Regions from separate parts of the Mus musculus genome. Here all the other regions are linked to region 4. The links are chromatin contacts, called in public HiChIP or PLAC-seq and Micro-C maps. All regions are on one chromosome and are shown on one strand. The core of a region is the stretch at or near the end of the contact, and the rest is flanking DNA. Distances in the headings are between cores, read along the strand shown. Region 1 has its middle 29 kb from the start of Gm31463. Region 2 has its middle 190 kb from the start of Gm31401. Region 3 has its middle 180 kb from the start of Gm31135. Region 4 overlaps Gm31135 (a long non-coding RNA gene).

The links. HiChIP or PLAC-seq counts read pairs in DNA pulled down with a chosen protein or histone mark. A called contact is a pair of places that touch in the nucleus more often than the background predicts.
Region 1: a FOXA1 HiChIP or PLAC-seq map of pancreatic cancer cells shows a contact between it and region 4. The contact joins two enhancer-like sites. A contact is called at or near these places in 6 of 484 Hi-C or Micro-C datasets (the C2C12 cell line, adipose-derived mesenchymal stem cells, embryonic fibroblasts and 2 more) and 1 of 115 datasets of contacts at active chromatin or transcription factors (pancreatic cancer cells).
Region 2: a Micro-C map of muscle stem cells shows a contact between it and region 4, with 11 times the contacts expected there. The contact joins two enhancer-like sites. A contact is called at or near these places in 1 of 15 datasets of contacts at CTCF or cohesin (the NIH/3T3 cell line), 7 of 484 Hi-C or Micro-C datasets (the C2C12 cell line, embryonic fibroblasts, liver and 2 more) and 1 of 115 datasets of contacts at active chromatin or transcription factors (pancreatic cancer cells).
Region 3: a CTCF HiChIP or PLAC-seq map of the NIH/3T3 cell line shows a contact between it and region 4, with 12 read pairs. The contact joins two enhancer-like sites. A contact is called at or near these places in 1 of 15 datasets of contacts at CTCF or cohesin (the NIH/3T3 cell line) and 2 of 484 Hi-C or Micro-C datasets (muscle stem cells and uterus).

What each region holds. Positions count from the first base shown.
Region 1 is chr8:8,604,490-8,607,189 of GRCm38.p6, reverse strand. No RefSeq gene overlaps it. Among named protein-coding and RNA genes, the nearest start is that of Gm31463, 29 kb to the right of the region's middle. Within about 2 kb of position 1,364, at least 53 of the 459 cell types and tissues checked have an H3K27ac peak or open chromatin away from gene starts, as enhancers often do. A contact at or near this core is called in the C2C12 cell line, adipose-derived mesenchymal stem cells and pancreatic cancer cells, where this site is marked.
Region 2 is chr8:8,272,986-8,275,685 of GRCm38.p6, reverse strand. No RefSeq gene overlaps it. Among named protein-coding and RNA genes, the nearest start is that of Gm31401, 190 kb to the right of the region's middle. Within about 2 kb of position 1,250, at least 52 of the 459 cell types and tissues checked have an H3K27ac peak or open chromatin away from gene starts, as enhancers often do. A contact at or near this core is called in the C2C12 cell line, the NIH/3T3 cell line, embryonic fibroblasts and 2 more, where this site is marked.
Region 3 is chr8:8,298,735-8,301,434 of GRCm38.p6, reverse strand. No RefSeq gene overlaps it. Among named protein-coding and RNA genes, the nearest start is that of Gm31135, 180 kb to the left of the region's middle. Within about 2 kb of position 1,329, at least 40 of the 459 cell types and tissues checked have an H3K27ac peak or open chromatin away from gene starts, as enhancers often do. A contact at or near this core is called in the NIH/3T3 cell line and muscle stem cells, where this site is marked.
Region 4 is chr8:8,452,789-8,455,488 of GRCm38.p6, reverse strand. The region is part of intron 1 of Gm31135 (a long non-coding RNA gene); the gene reads left to right. It also overlaps the pseudogene Gm2448. Among named protein-coding and RNA genes, the nearest start is that of Gm31135, 31 kb to the left of the region's middle. Within about 2 kb of position 1,353, at least 29 of the 459 cell types and tissues checked have an H3K27ac peak or open chromatin away from gene starts, as enhancers often do. A contact at or near this core is called in the C2C12 cell line, the NIH/3T3 cell line, adipose-derived mesenchymal stem cells and 3 more, where this site is marked.

The sequences.
Region 1 (2,700 bases), core at 115-2,614, 150 kb before region 4:
ATGGCTTGGAGCAGGGTCCCACACTTTCCTGACAGAAACTCAGGGGCCATGTTGATAAACCCCAAGCCCAAAATCTTCCAGGTTAATATGACTCACGTATTCTATGACTTTTTTTTTTTTTTTTTGAGAACTCTAAAACCTATAAACCATTGAAAGCAAAATCAGAAGATAGCAGTGAGCATTCAGTGGACTTAGCACCCACTGTGGATAAAGCTGGGTGTTCCCACTTTCATTTCCATATGCCTAGTATGACAGTCTGCCAGGGCCCTCCTCTCTTCCTTTCTTTCTCCCTCCCCATCCCACTCCTCTCTTTCTTTCTTTCTTTCTTTCTTTCTTTCTTTCTTTCTTTCTTTCTTTCTTTCTTTCTTTCTTTCTTTCTTTCTTTCTTTCGACAGTGTCTGGAAATGAAGTCCAGGCTGACCTCAAATCATGGCAATCCTTCTGCTTCAGCCTCCTCAGTACAAGGATTACAGGCATATATCTGGTTGTATCTTCCTTTAAACTGGTTGTTGCTTTTAACTAGTTCCCTCCTTGAAGAGTTAGGTAGGGTCGGAGGTATAGAGATCAGGGCTAGAGCCATTTTCTAGGGTGCACACAAGGCCCTAGGTTCGAGCTCCAGGACCACAAATGAAATAAAGTGAAGTAAAATCCATAGCATGTGTCCATTCTCTCATTGACGCGAGTGGACACAGTTTGTCCTGTTTGGGGAAATGAGAGCACCATTCTCTTCTAACAATGACCCCCTGGGCAGAATAAAGCAGTGACAACCATGCCATGTAAAAATACAGAAGCCCATGTGTGAGGCTGGGGACAGTCTGCTCTGAAGTGGGGCAGACAGGCAGTGTCTTTATTTTGGACTTCTGGGTGATCCTGGAGCTCAGACAGTCAGATAGCTCAGAGGTGAGGGCCTCAGATTAAACACTTTTTGATTTGCATTTCTGACCTGACTCTCCCGCTCCATGACCTTGGACTTTCTCCCAAACTATGGAGCCTAAATATTTTCTGTGCAAAGTGGGGTTGGTGGTAGTTTCTGCTTACTGAGATAGAAGTCAAGAGTAACTGTGCTGTGGATGTGCCATGGGGCACCCAGCACTCACAAGAGCACTGGTTGACTAAATGAGGGTAGTTATTCATGTGAAGGCAAGATGAAAAGCAGAGCTTTGGTGAGGGTGAGTGATACAGTAAAGAGAAGGGAATTGTCCACAGGGACTGTTCTGTCACATCAGCAATTTGATTTCAGAAAGAACTCTAAGTAGTCAAGAGTGAAACTTGTATCTCCCAGCTTCACAACACTGGGACGTTTCCTTGAACATTTTTTGCCAATGATTCATGATTCCAAACTGTATGATAAATAGGTAACAAAACCACACAGTCATAAAACTATTTGCACAGAGGGTTGGGGCTGGAGATCGGTCAAGCATCTGCTGGGTCCAGCACAGCCTGAGAAGTTTCTGGATCCAGAGAAAGTATCAGGGTCACATTGTAACCTTAGACTGAGAGGAAGCTTGACTAGCAGGTCTCTCCCCGAGGACTGAGTCTGTGTTCACCGGGTCTTAAAGTCTGTATGTATCAACTGCTTGTACATTTCTATGAAAAAACTGTTACAGAATTTCGTTTTTTGTTTCTGTTCAAACTATGTTTTATTCAAAATATCCCCAGTATGTTTCCTGTTAACAATATACAATATATGCCTGTATCTAAATGTCTAAATGTCCCTGTTGCCTCATAAACATTCAGTTTTGATGAGTTTATGCATCAGTCCAAATACATTTATGTAAAATACAATTCAGGTGAAAATGTTTGTAGCCACCAAAACAGTTTCCCTCAAATGTCACAAACATTTATTAATCTGCAACTGGTCATAAAGGACACAAAGATCAGGAGGTGGTCAGCCCTCTAGGTGTCTGAGTTCTAACCAGAGAGAGGAGGAAGAAGGGTCTGTATTCACCAGCATGTCCCTCCTGGCTGGGCTACTGTAAGTCACTCCAGGCCAGATGCCTGTGGATCCTTCTAGGAGGGGTACCTGAGCTGGAGAACAAGGAGGCCTGCTGCCTTCCTCCTTCCTGTTGACAATGAGGTGAGGGCTCCATTTTTCCTTGTCTGTGCTTTAGTCTGGCCAGGAAGATAACATTGCACCACGAGGGAGCCTGACTAAGGACTGTCATTGTGCTCAAAAGCCAAGTGATAAGATGAATTCTAGATAAGGTTAAGGGGCCAGTTCCTCATTCTCAGGTGGGGTCAGGGTCACTTCACTCAAGCCCAAAGCCGTGCAATCCGGCCCAGTTGGGGTGGGGAGGTGTTTACAAAATTCTTACGATTACAGCCCAATTATGTGTTATGGTGTTATATTGTGCATTCTTGCTAGCACACACACACACACACACACACACACACACACACACACACACACACACACACACACAGACACACCATGCAACTGAAACCAAAGCTCCATGAAACATTGTTATATGTACGAGTGGTATAATCTGATACTTTGTGTAGATTTTCATTTCACCATGTGTCTGTGTTTTAAGTAATTCATTACATTTATTTCATAATGATCTCAGAGAAGCTGTACGAATCTCATCCCCAGCCAGGTTATCAAATGTCACATAGCAGTAGAAAACATACTGTTACCTCCATTTGGTGACGTTTTTTATGCTAACCTAGGACCTAAGGATGGCTTTTAGCTTGTGGAAA
Region 2 (2,700 bases), core at 1-2,500, 180 kb after region 4:
TTTGACCTTCTTCTTTCTTATGAGGATGTTTGGGATTTATTGGTATCCAAGTGGATGATTTGGGCGTGTTTATCTCATGTCAAAATCTTTACTGTCACTATATATGTGGTTGGGGGGAGGTCTATGGAGCTGGACATTCTTGGCCCTTCATGGGGAAGATGGGGATCACTGTTGCTAGATGATGATGGTGGTGGTAGTGGTGGTGATGATGAAGATGAAGATGTATATGAGGAACACTGAAGTGTAGGGGTGAGTGTTTCAGCTTCTCTGAGGAAACACACAGCTCCCTTTGCAGTGGGAAAGTTTGCTTCCTAAGCAGTCCTGTCAATTTAGACTTGTGATTTTTCATAAGAGATATGTGTGAGCATTTGAGGCCTGGCCTCTCTCCCCCACTGAGCATATAGGAAGTGACAGTGTGCTGACTTCATCTGAGTGGTGAGTTTATCAGAGTGCTGGCACCCTCCGAGTCTCCTCCAGCCAAGTAATTTGTACCATTCAAAATGCAGCTATTGTTAAGGAAATGATTTAAAGATGATTCACATGTTGATGGTATGTAGCACCTTCTGAAAGGATTTGTCAAATTTGCTGCTTTGCAGGGCTGCATGGAAGTCTGTGAAGATTCCCCTTTAAAAGGATTTATACAGAACTGTCTTGTCATTCAGGGTGTGGAACCAGACATTATGAAAGTGTTATCAATTCAGCTATATGACTGTTGAGCAACACTGCCTTTCAGGCTTGAAAATAGTAGGCCTTTTGGAATGGGGAGAACACCTTATAAGGAGATTCTCATCAAGAAAAATAGACACCTTTAAAGCAAATCTGATTTTTACCATGGGTTTTTAAGGTAGACAGAATGACAGTCTTCGCAAGGGTCATTTAGATGAACAGAAAGCTAAGATGGCCTGTGATGTTAAAGGTTTCCTCAGGCTGGAGAAATTCTGGCAAATGTTGGCAATCACCATCTAGGTATCCAGGCATCTAGGCCAATACTTTGATGCACTTTAGGAGTCTGCCTATATCCGTTTCATCTTACTGCCATACTGAGGGGCTCACAGAGTCATGGCAGACATAAACTATACTGGAAACAGACGCTGTCCCTCTGAGTCCTGCTGGCAGTGCTACCACTGGTGTGAAGGCTGGATCAAAAAATCTCACAGTTGGATCTGAGAGCCAGATGGCTTCCCAAGTAGGTCACAAGAATATCTTGTGTCTTGGTCTCTGGCTGCAGAATGTGTGAATAATGGGATCAAGCTTTTGAAAGTGCCAGACCTCAAATATTTCCGTATGTAGATAATTGCTGGCACTGATACCTGGCCTGATGAGTAACTTTCTAATTTTAAATTCCTTCAGAGAAGGATATTTCCCAACTTGAACAGCAGGAAGCAGGATTTCAGTTAGATTTAAAAGCTGGCTAATGGTAAGGAATGTTAAATACTGAAACCCGTCTTGATGGAGACAGTGATATCTCCTCTGGAGGTCTTTCATACAGTGGAGGTGTTGTATTCCTTGAAGGCAAAGGATGGTTTTAATATGATGAGTTTGCATGTCAATGTTGGCGAGCTCTACTTTCAGAAACTCTTTTGTCCTTTAGATGATTTGAACCTGAAATGTGCTTCCAAGAGTCATTCTTCAGATGCTGGCTACCCACCACATAGGGTTATTTTTGAAGGCTGTGAAGCCATCTGGAGGTAGGACATAGCTGGTAGATGTGGTCACAGGGCGTGCCTTTGCAGGTTATACCCTCCCTTCCCTCTCTATGATGAGCTGTTTTAACCAAGGCAAACTATTATTCTTTCATATTGTTTCTATCAGCATTGTGGTCACAGTGATGGGACAGTAGCTAATGCAACACCCCTTTAGGTAATGTGGTAGTCTTGTCTGTGTTCCTGCTCTGTGACAGCCAGTTACCACTTAGACATGAGACCCCTCATAATTATTTCTTGGTTTGTACAAACAAAAGTAGAGACTACTCTGAGGGCTTGCAACTTACCAGATATTAATTCTTGCCAAGGAACAGGAAATGTAGGCTTACCTGAGGATTCAGGCTATAGCACACTTTTGTTTAGAGCTCCATCCTTTCCGGTGTTCAGGGCAGAAGTGTTACATCTGTTGAGAGCTGATCTATAGAATTATACAACTTGTAAAAGGGTGATGCCTGCTGCAAGGGATCTGCATGTCTGTGTTGGAAGGTTGGGCCAGGAAAAAGGAACATATTGTTATTGATCTATAAGCTCAAGGACCAATCCAGCAAAAAGAAGAGATCACACCCCCTGGAAAGAAATGGTACCAACCTGGTGATTGCCTTTCAGAAAAAGGAAGATGATTGTGGCAGGAAGATTTGTTTGTTTCATTCTTCAGTGTCTATTGTCTCCCTGCTTGTTCACACAGAATAGTCAGTTGATTGTCTCTGGGGCTTCATCTGCTCCTGGAAACTGTATTTCTTTCCTGACATGACCTACACTGGAAGCCAGAGGCTGGCACGTGTTTTTATAGATGACCTTCAAAAAACCTAAAAACAGCACACTTATATCAAGGGTTATACAAGTCTAGGAGTACATGAGAGTAGATGGATAAATCAGGGGATGAAACACATAAAAACAAAAGATGGAGGTTAATAGTTCAATTTTAAAAATGAATGCACAGAGGCTACAGAAGGTGTGGTCCAAAGGGCCATGTTGCATCTTCAATTGGTAGCACGAC
Region 3 (2,700 bases), core at 80-2,579, 150 kb after region 4:
AGCTCAGGACTGTCCCCCGGCACTTTCTCTTGTCCTCATTTATCTCTTGCTGACCTTGCCCATCTACTGGCCGCATTTGCTGTTTACAAGCAAAGATGCTAACATTTATATTTCAGCTCAAACCTATCTTTGGAATTAGACCTGTAAATTCAGTTGCCTACAGTGTTTGTATTTAAGAGTTGGTTCACTCTCAGCAAACTCACCTTCTGCTTATCCAGTGGATGTACACCCTGCAGGCTGCCTCATCTCAGGCACTTGGATCATGAAATGAGGACTCCTCATTGATCTTCCTGACTCTATCTTAATTCTCATCATCTAGTCTCAATAACATGGCCGAAACATGCCTTCCAAATGTGGTGGGAACATGGCATACCACTTATCAGCTCTCCATTAGAATGAGAAACAAAGCCACACTGGGCCTGGGGTTGTTCAAGACCTGCAATGATCTGACTGTTCACATTAGCCCAGGTCACATTCCCATCAAAAATGCTTTGACAATATTTGCCTTGGAGTGGAAATAATTCCCCCTCTGACTCCATTAATTGTTCTACAGCTCTGAAAATACCACAAAGGCTGAATCCAGCTCTGCCCAGCCTTTGCTCAAAGTCCTCTTTAACTTAAGCCCTATCCTAAATCACTTTTTAACACACACACACACACACACACACACACACACACACACACACACACACACACATTCAAACCCGTATTCTCCATTGTGGTCTTTTGCTTTCACAATTGTCTAATGTGTCATTAACTCTACTTTCTTCTGATGCATCCCAGATGCCTGGAATCGAGCAGGCACATAAAAGATGTTTCATACGTATTTATTGAATGAATGAAGTCTTAAAGGCATGTGGAGTCAAGGCAGTGTTTCAAAATAACATCTGTTCCTTTAGGGGCTCAGAAACTGAGTGAGGGAGGGACGAGGCCTAAGAGAAGAGTCTCAGGAGCTAAGTAACTCATCTCCTCTTTAAAGGGAAAACATGAAGATCCAAGAAACAGCAGGAGGGTTGTGACTTGGGTGTGTTCCTCAAAGACCTCCTCATCCCTCCTTCCCCTCCTGCCTTTTTCTTCCCCTTGTCCTGGCTTCCTCCACTCAGGCCTTTTACAGTGTTTCATTTCACTTTCTCATCAGACCAGTTCTGAAAGTTGTCTTCCTGGCTAGGATGTAATGTCCTTGGGGGATGAGGATCTTTGTCCTGTTCCCAGCTGGAATCTTGATGCATAGCCAGCCTGGAATGTTTGTGGGATGAATCTTGTGAGCCACACCCTGATCCAGATTATATTAGCAATTATCCCTGACAGAGAACCTGGGAGTCCACATGTTCAGGGCTCTGGTTCCCAGGCAGACCGTCTCCAAGTCCTTCTAATATCCTCTGTCTGCATCACAGTGACTCATAAGAACATTAGCAAACGAGAATGAAATAAAGATGAATCCCCTCCCACTTCACATTATTATTAGTTGTTCATGGGATGGATGGTGAGGCCTTGATAGCTGTTAGTGTAAAGCAATCTTCAGTGGTCTGACATGACTGCCAGCTGCTGTGGGCATAGTCCTGACTATGAAACAAGCATTGGAAGCAGCAATATCAAGGTGCTATGGTAATGGTGAAGGGGCAATGAACCCTCTACTAGGGGGACACAGGCTCCTTGCCTGGGATTCCACCTTTCCTCCAGGTGCATGTGACCTTGGGAGGGACTGGAAGACATAGGAGTTAGGAGGTTAAGTGAGGGCATCATTAGAAAAATGGGGTGGTGCTTCCTGGTGATCTCTATGTTTTTGAGTCACTCGCAAACCCGTAAGAAGCTATTCACCCATGCTCCTGTAAGTAAGCCTGACGAACTCACTGGCTTATCAGGTTGAACTTAGCCGGAATAATTTCTTCACAGCAGATAATATGCTTGTCTATGCCTTCCCAGAAAAAGCCATGCAAAGCTGCCATGCAAATCTGCCATATGAGGCTACAAAAGACAGTTCCTGGCTGTGGGGTGGGGAGTGTGGATATCGAAAGTTACTCAGAATTCTGGGAAAGACTGCATGATTGAGATGGATTTGCATGCCCATAGTACGCTTGCGTAAGCACAGAGGGCATTCAGAACCAGCATAAAGAACAGAGTGAGCAGCTTGCAGCCTGGCAGTTAAATCTGCCCATTGTCTTTGCCTGTATTATGTGATCTAAGAGCTAAAGTACTGTTTTCTTCTTCTTCTTCTTCTTCTTCTTCTTCTTCTTCTTCTTCTTCTTCTTCTTCTTCTTCTTCTTCTTCTTCTTCTTTGCATTTAAATGGTAGACAGAACAGGAAAATAGGACTTTGTTAGTTTTGTAAACTTTGTGAAGCTCAAATGTTAGTATCAATTTTTATTGGAACACAGCCATGGCTGCTGAATTGTGTCCAATAGCAAGGTACTAGGAAGAGCATGTACCATTCAAGAACATCACTTCCCTTCTGCCTCCCAGAGACCTTGTGCTAGCTTCAGTTAGAAGTTAGAAGAAAGTACCATGCAAAGGCCACGTGGCAAGCTGCTCAGCCTGTTTGAACCACACAATGTACTTGACTATGTGTGTCTTTGTATCTTTGTGGGTGTTTGTGCATGTGTGTATGTGTTTGAGTGTCTGTGCATATGTGTGTATGTATGTGTGCTTGTGTGTGATAGAAGAGGGATGCATATATAAAGGAGGATGAGTATATTAAACAATA
Region 4 (2,700 bases), core at 104-2,603:
TCCTGGTATGCGATGACAATGCTGGAAGGTTCTCTGGCCCCAGTGGCCCATCTCCCAGAGCATCTGTAGTCTTCAGACTTCTTGGTTCTAGAACATGCTTGGCAGCCATCCTGTGGTATGTTTCTGCTCAAGCAAAATTTGCCTTTAGCACCAGTGTCTCACTCGGTGCTTCTGCTGTTCCCTAGCACCTGTCTTATTTTCAGGGAACAGCCATTGTTAGAGGAGAGGTCAAAGAGCTGAGCTGCAGTGACTTTGTGGGTGTGCCCCAGAAAGATCATTCTTTCTACTGACAAAGCAAACAAATCTTAAGTAGTGAACTGTGAAATGGTTATGATGTTGATGGATGCCACCTCACCTGAATCAATATGTCGAGGAAGAATGACAGTTGGGCCAATGAATATAGAACTCTGCTTGGATTTAGCTGAGCAAATATCCCGGGATTGTGGTGTGTGCTGTTGGGGAATCCTGGGACTGCGCTCAGAAGCCTCTTTATAAGTGAGCTCAATGGCCACACTGTGCATCCGCGTACCAGTGGCCCAGTGTAACGAGGAGAGAGCCTCCTCTTGTGGAGGTACTTCAGCCAGGGGAGACCCATGGAGAAGTCTGCCCAGCCGATTGGATGTCATAGACCCTATGACCAAGACAAGTTCAGCTGCTTTCAGAAGTCCTTCCAAAACCTGCGTGCTATGTATCTGTCACTTCTCCAGTCAGAACAGAAGCATAGCTGGAAACCTTTTAGAAGTTCAAAGAAGCCCATAGATGGACAGAGAGTGACTCCAACCCTGCTTGTGGTATCCATGGTACTCTGAACGTTTTACTTCTGTTGTATTGGCTGAGACTTGTACAGGTGGACAGCTGCTAATGTAGAAATTCCTTTTTTTTTTTTTTTTTGCATTTCAAGTCACTATTTGATAACTTAAAAATATGTGTACATTTAAAACATTATACCTACTCTTCTCTTTCAATTCCTTCCAGATGCCCCCTTCCAGCATGTTCCTTCCTTACTTTGTGTCTCTTTTGGTAGAAGTATCAGTTCTTACTGGAGACATTTTGATAGCTGGTGAGCTCCCACTGAATGCCTTACTACTTAGTCCCTGATTTCTGAGGGTAAATGAAACATACTTCTTAGCTTTATCTAAAACATCATCTATACCGAAGCAACCAAACTTGTGAGTAACGGTCCTGAAATCTCTTGAATTTCTTAGAATTTTCTTTGAGATGGTTTTGCATTGTTGGTGAGATCATAGTTTTATCATTATATTATTAAAGTCAACCAAGTATGTTGACTCTCAGATGAATGTACGTGTGGTGCAAGCAAATGACTCACACCATTGAGAACCTGCATCTGTTACTGGCACAGCCAACTGCTTTCTGCTTGGATTTGTGGCCAGAACCACAGGAAAGAATGCAAATCCAGTATGTAAACCTGGTCGAAAGTCCATGGTCAGAGACAAGAGCGCTGAGGCTACAGTTGTTTTTACTAGACATGATGTGTCGGTCAAACTGCTTTCCAAATAGTTTTTGTTTATGCCTGTAGACCAGGGTTGCTGTCAGCTTTGGTCCCAGAGGCTTATTTTTGCAGCAGACAGAGATTCCTAGCTGGTCAAAGGACTGAGAATGACTGACTGTTGAAAGCTGAGCCCTAAATGGATGTCTATGTCATTCCTTCCAGGGAACATTGTGTCAGGAGTATAGGATGGATGGAAGGGATGGAGTGCTGTGGAACACTGTCCCCTGGGCAGGGCATGGCCACTGCACTCCTGACTCCTCAGCATCTGGAGTTACCAGGATGTATAAGATTAGGGTCATCAATATCCTGTCCTGGAGGAGAGGAAGGGATCATAAGGCACAATCTCACCCCGAGGCTATAAATGTAGTTAATGTTGAGGGGAGGAGAGCCATTTTCTACAGTGGTGTAGCCCTTTTCTTGTCAACCCTTTACCCACGTTCCTGTAAAATCAATAATTAAACTCAGGGAATCACAAATAGAAAGAAAGATGTGACATGGAAGAGGAGCTGATTGCAGGGGGCCAGGGGCATTAGCACGCGTGGACGGGGTGAGCTGGCCTCGTCATATGTGTGCAGGACAGTGGGGTGGTTGAAGAAGTACTTACAAAGGCAAACTGCAGAATAAGAACACGTGCATTTTATTTCGATTCTGCTCCTTGGATCTCCTGGAATTCTAGACTTATAGAAACCTCAAGGGCTTCTGCCTTTATCAAAAGTTTTTCCTTTTAAAATTTATGTGTATGGGTGTTCCCCCCCCCATGTAAGTCTGTAGAACAAAGTCCAGAAGAGGGTCTCAGATCCCCGATAACTGGCGTTACAGATGGTTTTGTGGTGCCATGTAGGTTCTGGGAATCAAAGCCAGGCCCTCTGGAAGAGCGGCCAGATCTGTTAACCACCAAGCCACCTCTCCAGCCCCAGCATCAAGTCTCTGTAGGTAAAACAAAAATCAATAAGTGGGGGTTGAGGATAATTTTCTACTCAAAATAAGGAATCTACTGAAATCTCAAATGATTAAATATGAATATCTGAGGCCATGCACTTTCTAACATGGGATAACAGTTAGACTGATGGTATTTAGTCTTGAATGACTAGCTGATCAAGCAAGAGTGCCTTTCCTAACATCCGATTGAAACACTCTTCGAGAAAACACAGGCAAGTCCAGATGTCATCAGATTCCAGCATTGCTTCCAG